Regions from separate parts of the Sus scrofa genome. Here region 1 is linked to region 2. The links are chromatin contacts, called in public HiChIP or PLAC-seq maps. All regions are on one chromosome and are shown on one strand. The core of a region is the stretch at or near the end of the contact, and the rest is flanking DNA. Distances in the headings are between cores, read along the strand shown. Region 1 has its middle 26 kb from the start of NFIA. Region 2 has its middle 74 kb from the start of TM2D1.

What was found. HiChIP or PLAC-seq counts read pairs in DNA pulled down with a chosen protein or histone mark.
Region 1: a contact with region 2 is called in an H3K27ac HiChIP or PLAC-seq map of skeletal muscle, with 18 times the contacts expected there. The contact joins two enhancer-like sites. A contact is called at or near these places in 21 of 47 Hi-C or Micro-C datasets (adipose tissue, alveolar macrophages, brain and 12 more) and 2 of 2 datasets of contacts at active chromatin or transcription factors (alveolar macrophages and skeletal muscle).

What each region holds. Positions count from the first base shown.
Region 1 is chr6:151,252,832-151,258,847 of Sscrofa11.1, forward strand. No RefSeq gene overlaps it. Among named protein-coding and RNA genes, the nearest start is that of NFIA, 26 kb to the left of the region's middle. Within about 2 kb of position 3,935, at least 44 of the 83 cell types and tissues checked have an H3K27ac peak or open chromatin away from gene starts, as enhancers often do. A contact at or near this core is called in adipose tissue, epiblast stem cells, fetal liver and 5 more, where this site is marked.
Region 2 is chr6:150,686,831-150,692,625 of Sscrofa11.1, forward strand. No RefSeq gene overlaps it. Among named protein-coding and RNA genes, the nearest start is that of TM2D1, 74 kb to the left of the region's middle. Within about 2 kb of position 3,226, at least 39 of the 83 cell types and tissues checked have an H3K27ac peak or open chromatin away from gene starts, as enhancers often do. A contact at or near this core is called in adipose tissue, epiblast stem cells, fetal liver and 5 more, where this site is marked.

The DNA of each region.
Region 1 (6,016 bases), core at 2,685-5,184, 570 kb after region 2:
AGAAGGACCAGTTAGTGGAAGTTTTGACAACTGCTCTCTAGCTAACCCCCTTCTTATAGACATATAATAACATATTATATTTATGCATCACTTAGTATTGCTATTTACTATTACCTCATTTAATTTTATCACTTATATGGCATATGTTTTTCCCATATTGAAGATGTGAAAACAAAGACGTGGGGATACAAGCCATAGCTGGTACCTTTTTTTTTTTTTCTTTAAAGAAAATTTCCAACTTAGCAGCTCTAGATCTGTATTTCAGAATCTACCTTTGACATCAATTTATTAAGCACCTACTATGTGCTTGGTTATATATATTAGGAATTTCACATGTGATTCTCAGGTCTCATGTGATTCTCATATCATGTCTGTGAAGCAGGACTTCAAGATCTCCCTTCACAGAAGAGGAGAGCTCGGTTCAGGGAGACCCAGGGCATCATTTAATGTCCTACAGAGAAGTGGTGGAGCCAGGTCATGAGGAGCCCTGATCTTCCGACTATACATCCACGAACCTTCTACTGCACCAAAACTGAGCATATTCCCAACTAGCTTTGGGGCACACATACAAGTTTGGGAAAGGTCACCTGGAGAAGTGGACACCTTGATGGTTTCTCCATGTTGAAGGTGTAGTAAATGACGGCGTCTAGAACCTTTAGTAATGGTAGAGTATTACAGTGTTTCCTAATGAAATATTGACCATGGGAGAAGTGGGCAGGGGTGCAATGGAGAAGCCAAGGAATGAGTTGATCTGTATACTTTTATAAATATGAATAACATTTATTTAATGATGGAACCCACCAAATCTCATTACAACAAATACTCTTGTAGAATTCCCATTATGGCACAGCAGAAATGAATCCAACTAGGAACCATGAGGTTGTGGGTTCGATCCCTGGCCTTGCTCAGTGGTTTAAGGATCCAGCATTGCTGTGAGCTGTGGTGTAGGTCAAAGACACAAGACCGGCTCAGAACTGATATTGCTGTGGCTGTGGCATATAGGCCAGCAGCTGTAGCTCAGACTGGACCCCTAGTCTGGGAATCTCCATATGCCGCAAGTGCGGCCCTAAAAAGCGTGCGCGCACACACACACCAAATAGTGTTACATTGAAAAGGTTGGTATAATGTAGCTATTGCCAAATTCTAGCATTTGACCTATAGTAGAGTGCTTTGTTGATTTGGTTACAAAAATTATTTATAATAAGTATTTTTCTGGCCTTTATCCATGTAATAGTACCAGTTTATGATGAAAGGGCTGGATTATTTAGGCAGGAAAATTGTACTCCTTTCAGTTCTTTTGTTTTTCCATGGTGTAGCAATTACTCATTAGTTCCCCTTCTTACCTACCAAAGTACTGAATCAAACCAGCAGTCCTACCCAGAGCACTTCCTTTTCACTTTTGAGAATAAGGAAACATTGAAAGGGAAGTTAAATAAGGCTTTGGGTTGGGGTATTGGATGTAAATATGCACATCCCCACTTTCTTCTTTTACTGAGTCCAGCTTGATGTTTCTCTGCCAATGCAATGTCAAGAGCCCAGACTTTAACTGCATTTCACTTCTATACAGCTTCTGTACACCGAGAGCATTTCCAATAATGTAATACATTTTCATTTTGAAACAGATGCCACAGGAGATTCATTAGCAAGAAAACCCCACTGTGTAACACACACACATAAAGTTATCAAATTTAAGGTCAGAAGGCCTTGGATTGTCAGTTTTGGGGGACCAGTTGGTAATTAGGCAAGAGGGCTTTGTAAAGAAAAACCAGTTGAAACCAATACATATTTATTTTATGTGTTCCACATTGTTCTGGGTGCTAGCATAGATATGGAGAAATGCTGGGGTATTTCTCCTGGGGTTTATATTCTAAACTTTAAGGAAGAAACTTTTCCCTCTCTTCCGCTTCCTAGATCCATGCTTTAGTTCTGTCATAATAAAGCCATAAAAAGAACAGATCCTAGTCATAAGTTGAGCTAACATGTTTTTATGAAATTATTATTTTCATCCTAGAATCTTACTCATCATCTTTAGGTATAGGTATATAAATATATGAATGGAGAAGACTGGGAAAGGTGGGACTTGTAGCTTATGGCTTCATTTTATAATGAGACATTTTATAAGAGACAACAGTATATCTTGGAGACACCTGTTTTATTCTCTGATGTGTAATTGTGCTTCTATGTCATCAAAGCACATGTTGGTTGGTATGTGTATATGGGTGTATATCTGGAGATCTTAGCCCTCACTTTTTGATAACTTTCCCCAGCAGTGAGCAATCCAGGGCTCTTTTAATAATGAAAGGGTAGAGTGGGGATGCAGTTTACAGGTCATTTTGAAACTCATTAGTATTCTTCATAACACCTGTGTTGAATCAGAGCTTTTGACCTTCCCAAGTCTTTCTCTGAATGTGGGTATCTCTCCAGGTCAAGTGCAGGCCAGAGGTGGTTCTGCGTAGGCTCTGCAGTGGGAAGGCAGATGCTAAATAAAAATAAAGTGACACTTTACAACAGACAGGTGTGGGGATTGTTTGAGAAGATGAACTACTGCCCCTGTTCATGGAAATTTGAGATTTCAGCCAAAGCCATTGGCCAGAGCCTAATAAGCCCACGTTACATTGGATTGGCATTAGATAGACCAATCTGATGGGACAGTTGCTCAGAAAGTCGATTGCAGTTGAAGCGTATGGTAAAAACTCTATTTTCAAAAAATTTAGATGCTATAAAAGAGAACAGTATAGCATGGACTCTTCCGAGTGTCTGGAGGCAACAAGCGACTGAATTTAAGCGAGGGGGCAGAGCCACGTTTCTTTGAATTGTCTTTAAAAATACCTTGAAGAAGCCTAGAGATCATAGAACACTTGAAATGGTGAAAGAGAAGAAGGGGTTATATTGATACTGAATGTATTATGGCCAAGGACATGGTCTCATCTAGCCCTCACAACACTGAGGCATAATTATCCCATTTCACAGAGGGGAACAGACTCCTCATTACTATTTGCAAGAGGTAAAAATAAGATTTAGACCTAGTCTAGTCTGGCCCCAAAGCACAAGCCTTTCCTATTTTATCCATTCAGTTCTAGGCCCTTCAGCCTTCTCAACCTTTTTGGCTCTTTTTCTTGGTATTATCATCTCGAACTTTATCAAGTATCTGTTTTCTGCGCTGTGGCAACACAGAATCCCCTCTGTCCTGCAATTCACTTGCAGGAATGCCAGGTATAGAAGTTCCGAGACTCCAATAGCCCATTCTAATTTTACCCACCCTTTGTTTGTACACTCAGGCCTGGCTGCACCATTTAAATATTAAAACAATTTATCCCTTTTTTGAATTTTACTCTCTAATCAGCCTGCAAATTCCTTTTCTCATTCTCAGTGATTGCTGGTGCTTCACACATTGCCGACTATCTAGAAACATCTGTTGGTGGCTTGTAAGCATCCAATCTGCCCTCAGCACCCCCCCCCGCCCCCCCCAAAGGGCCGGTGCAGAAACAAGACAAAGGGGGTGAAGGGAGACAGGTTCAGCCAGGTTCTTCTCCCTCGGTCCCCATAGCGGCATCCTCAGACCCCAAACGTAAAAGGCTAAAGGCTCCTCTGCAGTCAGACTCCGCAGACAAAAGGCTCCACAAATCCAGACGTCCCTGTGCTCAGAAGGTTCCTTCCCTAACTTAGGCTCTCCTCCTGGCACGCGGGCTGGGAAAGAGGAAACACGTGCGTGCTGTGGGGTGTTTGGGAAGAGAGGGGAGTCGGTAGCAACGGTGGGGGCAGAACGTTTCCCTGGGAACCCGAGAGCCACATTCTTCGCGATGGGCGACTCCCAACTCTCCCAAAGAAAGCCGCGGGCCCAGCTCGTTCGTCAGTGTCACGTTTCAAAGGCAGCGCGGGGCCGGCTCGGCGAGGTGCCCGCGCGCCTCTCCGGGACGACTGGGCCCAGCGGCGATTCAGAAGGAACCTACCGACAAAGGCCCCGCGGCGGGCGGCAGAGGGACACCTCCAGGGGCAGGTGCCGGAGCCCCCGCCGCCTGGCGCCCTGCCGCCGTCCCCGCCAGAGGTTTCCCTCCTTTTGGCCTTCAGAACCCAGGGCCCCGTCTGGCCCTCCAGGCCGGGGCCTCCCAGGGGACCCCGCACGCCAGCCGGGGCAGGGCTGGAGATCTGCTTGGGGGCAGAAGCCTGGGGCGGGGGGCTGAGTCCTCGCGCGACCCCGGCGCGCTTGACTGCGGGGTCCGCGCACGGCGCGTGCGCACCGCTGCAAGCCCTTGGCGAGTCCGGCTTTCGGCGTGCTGACCCGGGGTAAAATTGAGCCGGCCGCTCCTTGTCTCTCCCCTTACCCGGCGGTCGGGAGCGGACGGCAGAGGGCGCTCTTCTAATGCGTGTCAGTTGGGACCCGCGCAGGGACAGCGGCGGGCGGGCGGCGCGCTGGCCCCGCGGGAGTCGAGGTCTCGGGAAACGCCGCGCGGCTCCCGCCCGCCTCGCTCCCCCCTCCGGTGGAAGGCGAGGGTGGGGGGTGCGAACCCCGCCGCGGGGCCCCCTTTCCCTGCTCCGTCTACTGCAGCGGTTCACGCCCCCCGCTCTTCTCACCCACGAGGGTTCCTCGCAGCCTTCTGGGGGAGGAGGAGGAGGAGGAGGAGTGGCCCCTAACTGAAGCCGTGACCCCCTCTAACTGCTAAGGAGCACGTCTGCAGGCGTTGTTGAATGGCAAACGACTAATTAATTTTCCAGCACTTGTGCAAAATACTTTAAAATGGAAAAATGAAGGTCTTCGATGAAAATGAAGCTTGATAGTGTGCACCTGCCACTAATGTACGGTGCACGGTAACTTCCCCTCATTAGAGAGATGACTTGGGTTGAGAACAAGTCATATAGTGAAAATCACTTCAACACGTGCCTGTTCATATGCATAAACTCCTGTGTACCAGATGGCAAAATATAATGACATCTTAAACAGCTAATTGCATAAACCTTGTAATGCAGATAATTGCTGTACCAAAGTAGGAGTTAATAATTTCCCAGTATTGCCTGGCTTCAGAGTAATCCTTAAGGAAAGTTGTGACAATTCTAACACACTAAAGTTCACCAAGCGGTAATTAAAACTAGCACTTAAATCATTTGACTTTCAAACCCTTAATTACGATTTGGAAGAACTGCTTTGTGGAAATCTAGAAATTATGAATAGTTAGAGGATAACATTTAATGCTTGTATTTTATCAAGTTTTCCTTTGTGGGGCTTCCTGTGGCATAATATTATAGGGAGTCAGTGGGGATATGTTCCCATTCTCTAAAATTATTTCAATAGCAGGAGCTTTGTATTTTGGGGCAGAAGTAGTTAACTCCCACTTCCAGATGGATTTGTTGATTATTTTCAACTCACATTTATTTACAGAGCCCCTGCTGTGATAACTGATTCTAAGTATTACCATGTGCCCAGCTTTGTTCTAAGCACTTTACAGGTATTATCTCATTTAATCTTCACAACAGCCATCTGAAATGGGTACTATTAATATCCCCGTTCTCCAGATGAAAAACTCCAGACACAGAGATAAGTAATTTGCTCAAAGTTAGTTAGAAGTCCTGATTCAAACTCAGTTTGGCTCCAGAGCCCATGCTGTTTACCATTATATTATACTGCCCCATGGCTAGGCCAGGGCCTCAGCAACAGAGTATTTCATTTTTACGTTCTAGTATTATTTAGAAATAAAACTAACACTTTTTTTTTTGGTCTTTTCAGGGCTACACCTGCAGTACATTGAAGTTCCCAGGATAGGGATTGATTCTGAGCCATGATATGTGATCTCCATTACAACTCATGGCAACGCTGAATTCTTAACCCACTGAGTGAGGCCAAGGATTGAACCCGCATCCTCATGGATACTGGTCGGGTTCATTACAACGGGAACTCCATGACACAATTGATTTCAACCTATCAGTTTAAATCATAACACATTTCAGAAACAGATATCTTCTATTTTCCATAGGGTACTGTTAGAACACTAAAGAAGCCAAACAAAGCAAACTTTTGAAACTC
Region 2 (5,795 bases), core at 1,976-4,475:
TCCTAAGCCAGGGCTTCTCAGCCTCAGCACTATTGACATTTTGGGCTGAATAATTCTTTGTTGTGGTGGGGTGTCATGTGTACAGTAGGCTGTTTAGCTGCATCCCTGTCTCCACTCACCTGATGCAAACAGCATCCCCCAACCCCCAGTTATGACAACTCAAACTGCCTCCAGACATTGCCCAATGTCCCCTGGAGGGCAAAATCACCCCCAGTTGAGAGTCACTGCCCAGCTTGGATGCTTGAATGTGGATGGTCCTCCATAAACGCTTGTGAAAGAAAAGAAGGAGTTTGGCTTAGACCCTTTTAAGTTTAACCAGTAGTGGAATATACAATTAATGATATTATTTCAGTAAGTGGACATTAAAGCACAGAGTTCCCGTGAGGACTCAGAACTAGAGATAAAGATTTGAATGCCACCAGCACCGAGTCAGCCAGTGGGTATCTATCGTGTAACATAACACATGTCGATGGGTCTGGAGTCATATAGGACTTGGGTTCCAATACGGCCTCACCGCGGTTGGCTGTCACCATAGGTGAGCACCTTTACATCTGTGAGCTTCAGTTCTCTCATTCTGTAAAATGGGGATAATAATCGTAACCCACATGGGGTTGTTAGAAGGATAAATTAGATAATGCACTTAAAGTGGTTAGCAGAGGGCCTGGAATGTAGTAAGCACTTAATAACAGTTCAAAGCTATTATTAATATTGTGATTATTGTTGTAATAATGATTCATGTCTAATCCTTTCAGAGGTCATGACAGTCTTATTTCCATTTTATAATGGGTTGTGGTTAGAATCTAGATCTTCTGATCTCTAACTTTCACTGCATCATCATTTATGTGAAACAACGCAAATGCAGTCTCTTTACAGGAAGAATCTTCACATTTTTAAGTTGGAAACTGAGTGCTAACTGCCTACAGCAAAAATTCTTTTTCAGTTGGTAAATATCCTCATCTGTAACAATCACTGGGACATTCAATAACTTCTTATTAACACTTCTGATAAGTAGATGTGCTAGATATAAGACCTGTGTTGCTAAAACATAGCACCTGCTTGTTTGTAGCCTACAAACCCACAAGTTCAAAGACTGCCTTTTAGGCTTAAATAAAATGAATCCATAAGTTTAGCAACCGGTTGGCACCAACCCCAGGCGGCATTTGATTTTTGGAGTAAAGCAGCAGGAGCAGCTGCCTTAGCCCCTAGCAGGGGCTGGGACTGAAACTCAGGGACGGGACCACAGGTAGGTGGGGTAGTCAGCTTCCGCCAGAGAGAGCCAATCAGCTAAGCGTATCTGTGCTGGTCAAGCCGCAGTCCCGCAGAACAATTCTCTGGCTTTTGTAAACAAACGTCAGAGAGAAGGTCACGAAAATTTAGCCCCAAAGCAGTACTACCACCAACAAACTTGTTGGGGCGGGAGGGGAGTTGCGGGGGGAGGAGGATTGAGGAGGGGAACCTCGCCAAGCCTCAGCTTACTCATCCGCAAATTAAGGGCATCAGATGTAATGAGTGTTTTTGTTTGGTTTTTTTTGGGTTTTTGTAGGGCTGCACTTCTGGCATATGGAAGCTCCCAGCCTATACACCACAGCTTTATGGCAAGGTGGGATCCTTAACCTACTGAGTGAGGCCAGGGATCAAACCCGCCTCCTCATGGATACTAATGGACTTCTTAACCTGATGAGCCACAAGGGGAACTCCAGATGAGTGGTTCTTAATTAGTGCTACCCACATTGCAAATGGACCACTGGACTAGTCTAAGATGGTGCAGGATTTTTGTAGCAATTACTAGCCCTTAACAAAATGTCTGATTACTCACATTTATTCCTGGGTGGGGGGTGGGGGGCGCATTTGTTTTTATCACATTAGGTCTCTTGCTTAATTGAGTGTATTATCCTGTGTGTTGGATTCATTTGTTTGTTCATTCATCCAGCAGTTGGGCACAGTGACTCTGTGCTGGCCCTGAACTGGGATCAGAAATAGCCCAAATAGGGCTTATATTTAACTAGTGAAATCAATTCGTAGGTTATAAGAGGAGGCCTGAAGTCTTTTCTCCTCCAAATACGAATCCCGGCGCTGCATCCGATATGCTGCTCTGGATCTGGTGATGCAGATCTCTACCTGCCGAGTCCTGACCGCCAGCTCCTTACACGCCGCATTCTGATTGGCCGGGAAATTCACCAGCAGTTGTCCCCCAACCCCACCCCCATCCCACCCGGTTTCCGCGGCAGAAGAGGGATCGGCTTGAAGTACCTTCTGCTTCCTGTAGGTGGAGCCAAACCCCCTGGCTGAGAGGCTGCGGCCCCGCCGACGCTTCTCAACCCGCCTTCCCTCTCCTCTCTCGGGAGGCCTCCCTCCACGTCCCCACCAACCCAGTGCGTCGGAGGGGAAATCGTGCCAGACTAGGAGACGGCTGCCAGGTTCCTCTCAAGTCTTGGCTTAACAAAGGAAAGCAAATTACAAAAATGGAAATTTTCAAACCAGCGTTCAGTGGTATTCAGATCGACGTTTGGGTAGCACGCAGGCACAGACCGCATTCGTGCTATTTTGTGATTAAAATGATACCGAAAATACCGCCTTGCTTGGGTTTTCTTCTACGACGACCTGTTTCCCTCCCTCTTCTCATTTCCCCCCTTTTTTTTTCACGGAGGGGCAGCCCCCCCTGACCACTGCAGAACCGCTAACATCTGTTGAAATCTTGCTTCTCCTGACTTTTCTAAAGAGTTGAACTTGAAAAATGCCTGCGCTTTTCAGTCTGGAAAAAAAGCCAGATAAAGAAGTTTCTAGGCACCTTCCCAGGGCGTCCTGCGTTTCGCGTAAGGCGCTCTGAGTTCTCTGACAGAGCATCAATCGTCTTTGCATTTCACCTCGATGCGAGGACAACACCTGAAGGCGAACCCTGCCAGAAAAGCAGGCTACCTTGTTCCCCCCTCAGCTTGAGCTGTGCGCTCCGTCTCCTCCTTTAAAAATGGGTTTAAAGTGGCCCTTGAGTTGGGTCTTGAAGGATTTTACTTTAGGCTGGAGGGGTGGTTTTTGTTTTTGTTTGTAAACCTGCCCGCGTCCTCCTTGCTAATTTCTGCAGTTGCTAGACCGGCTCTGTCCCAAGTGGGTTTGTGAGAAAGGCCCTCCCATTGTTTGCACCCCCTACCCCCCCACCCCACACTGCACCGTGGTGTTGTGTTTTTTTTCCTCCTTGGAAGCTTTGACTGTCTCCTTCTTACACAGCTGTGTTTGCAGTGCCTGGAGACAGGTGGGGGGCAGCCTCTAGGCCAAAGCTGCCAATTCTCTCTCTAAGGACTGTCTGAATAGCTATTAAAATTTAAAGATCTCTCTCTCGCTCACACACACACACACAAACACGCTTTTTTCCCCCCCCCCCACACACACTTTTTTGGTGGCGTGGTCACTCACTAAGTCTGTTTGTTGTTTAGGAGGGGCTGTACCAGTAGCCAGACAGAGTCTAGAGGTCGCAGCCATTCTATTCTCTGTATCCTCCAGCCCACATAAGCATTACCTTGGGCCACAGCCTCATCTTTCTAGGCACCTTGGAAAACTGGGTCCAGTGGCCTTAGCTGGGTTGTGAGAAAGAGGACCACTCATCTCAACAGATAAATGTGAGCCATCTCCAGGCAACAGTCACAGTATGGGGATGTTGTGGGTTGGGGCCCATGCAAATGAGAGTTCTCTACTTGGTCAAAGGAGAGCAGAACGCTTGGACTAGATGGGTAGTGATGGCCAGACTTTGAATGGAAGCATGGCTTTCTGACACAGGATCAGACACCCTGTGGTTTCACCCCGATGGCTCTAGTTCTGAGTACCCAGAGTCCTCTAGGGACATCCTCTTAGAATTTCTCCCCCCTCCTTGCTCTACTTCACAAACTCTTGTTTGTCTTTCAAGAATTCTCAAATGCACCCCCCTTGAAGTCTTTCATAGCTATGCCTATGTGCCACTCGCCCTGAAGAATTAATCATTCTGTCATCTGTTCAATATAACTCTATTGCTTGAGCTATGTGACATACGACACTGTATTATGCATATTTTTATGCCTCTTTCTCCCTTGATAGAATATATACTCTTTGCCAAGGCAGGGAACATGTCTTATTTACCACATACCCCTCACACTAAAAATGCTCCGGAAAAAAAAAATCTCGTGGTCGAACAAATAAACATCCTTTGTTTTTAAATGCTTTCAAAGGGGAAATTTGTTTTCTTTCAAGTTCTTCTAAGTCAATGGCCAGACATCTATGACTGTAGAGATGAAAGTAAAAATTTTAAGTTTAAGTCTGATTTTAATAGCTCAGAGACGTTCTTTTGCTTATGGTAAGGAAAGTTTGATATGCATGTAGGTGGAAAATTTCTATATCCCCACCATCTGATTAATGCATCTGTTCTTACAAAATCCAGTGAGAACAGAATATCACTGCAGATCTGGGAGCTTGTAAGAATGATGTAGTCCTATCATTTCGTGTCGCTCTATGAGTTATACTAACGAGTTGTTATTTATTAGACTGTCTTCCTTAAGTTGCTCAAGCTAGAAACCTGGGAATGTCCTTGGAACTTCCTTCTCCATCACTTCCCACGTCCAGTTATCTCCAAGTCATGTCATTTCTCCCAACTATCTCTCAGATTCGTCCACTGTTTTTCATCTCTGCCATTGTGCCATTCCAAGCCATTATCACTTTCCACCTGGATGATTGCCAAAACCTTCTAGTTAGTCTTTCTGCTTCTTGTCTTGCCTGCCTCCCATCATGTCACTCCCTGGCCAACCACTTCTCAATGGCTGCACTTAGCATAATCCTTTATGTGGTGTGGTGTGGTCTGGCTCCTGCTTGTCTTTTTAGCCTCTTTCTCACTGAATATACTGTCCTTCGGGTCCTTGAACTTGCCAAAGCCTTGCCCACTTCAAAGCCTATCCCTGTGCTTACTTTTCCTGTGAATACTCATTCACCCTCTTGGATCACTTCTCATCTTTCAGAAGTCAATTTCAGTGGCACTTTCTTGGCAATGTGTTCCCTGCCTCTCCTCGCTATTTCCTCTTCCCTGGACAAATCAGATCCCCGTTATTGTCCCTCCTAATGCTTTGTTTTTCCTTCATGTTAATTATCATAGGTTACAATAATGAAATATTGATGCTTTTAGTTATTTTATGTTTGTCTCCCCATCCACAGTAGAGCACACGAAGGTGGGGATCGTGTCTCTTTATTTGAGAGAGTTGACCTCTATACCCAACGCCTGACATATAGAAGGTTGTCGAGAAATACCCTGGGTTGTGCTGCAATGAGAAATGGAGCAGGTCATGTGTAACAGGTCTGTGATATGAAAATTCATGCAAAAAAAAAATGGTAATCTGAAATGAGACTCAAAGATGTTTAAGTACGTGGAGCAAAGCAAGGGGAAGACTTGAGTTATGATATGATATCCCACTGCTATTTGAAAAATAAGAAGAGAACAAGAACAAAAATATTTGTTTTACAGCTCTACCAAGATTCAGCCCTCCCCTTTCTCTCCCCCTTGCATCAAGTACATCCTGTACTTTTGGCAACATGTTGACTGGATATTTAAAAGCTGTGAACTGTTCTGAAAATTTCACATACTGGGTTATGGGCCATGTGTGTTTGATCAAAATTCAATTACCACGCTGTACCATACTTGGAAACCTATCATCCCAAGTTATGAAGTATGACGAAATAGGCGAACCTAATTGGTTCAGTATGGGAACAGTATCAACCAAGCTTGTTATGATAAATAGCTTCCTGTGTTAAAGGTTCTCTAGAGCTTATAAGTATCTTGGCTCACC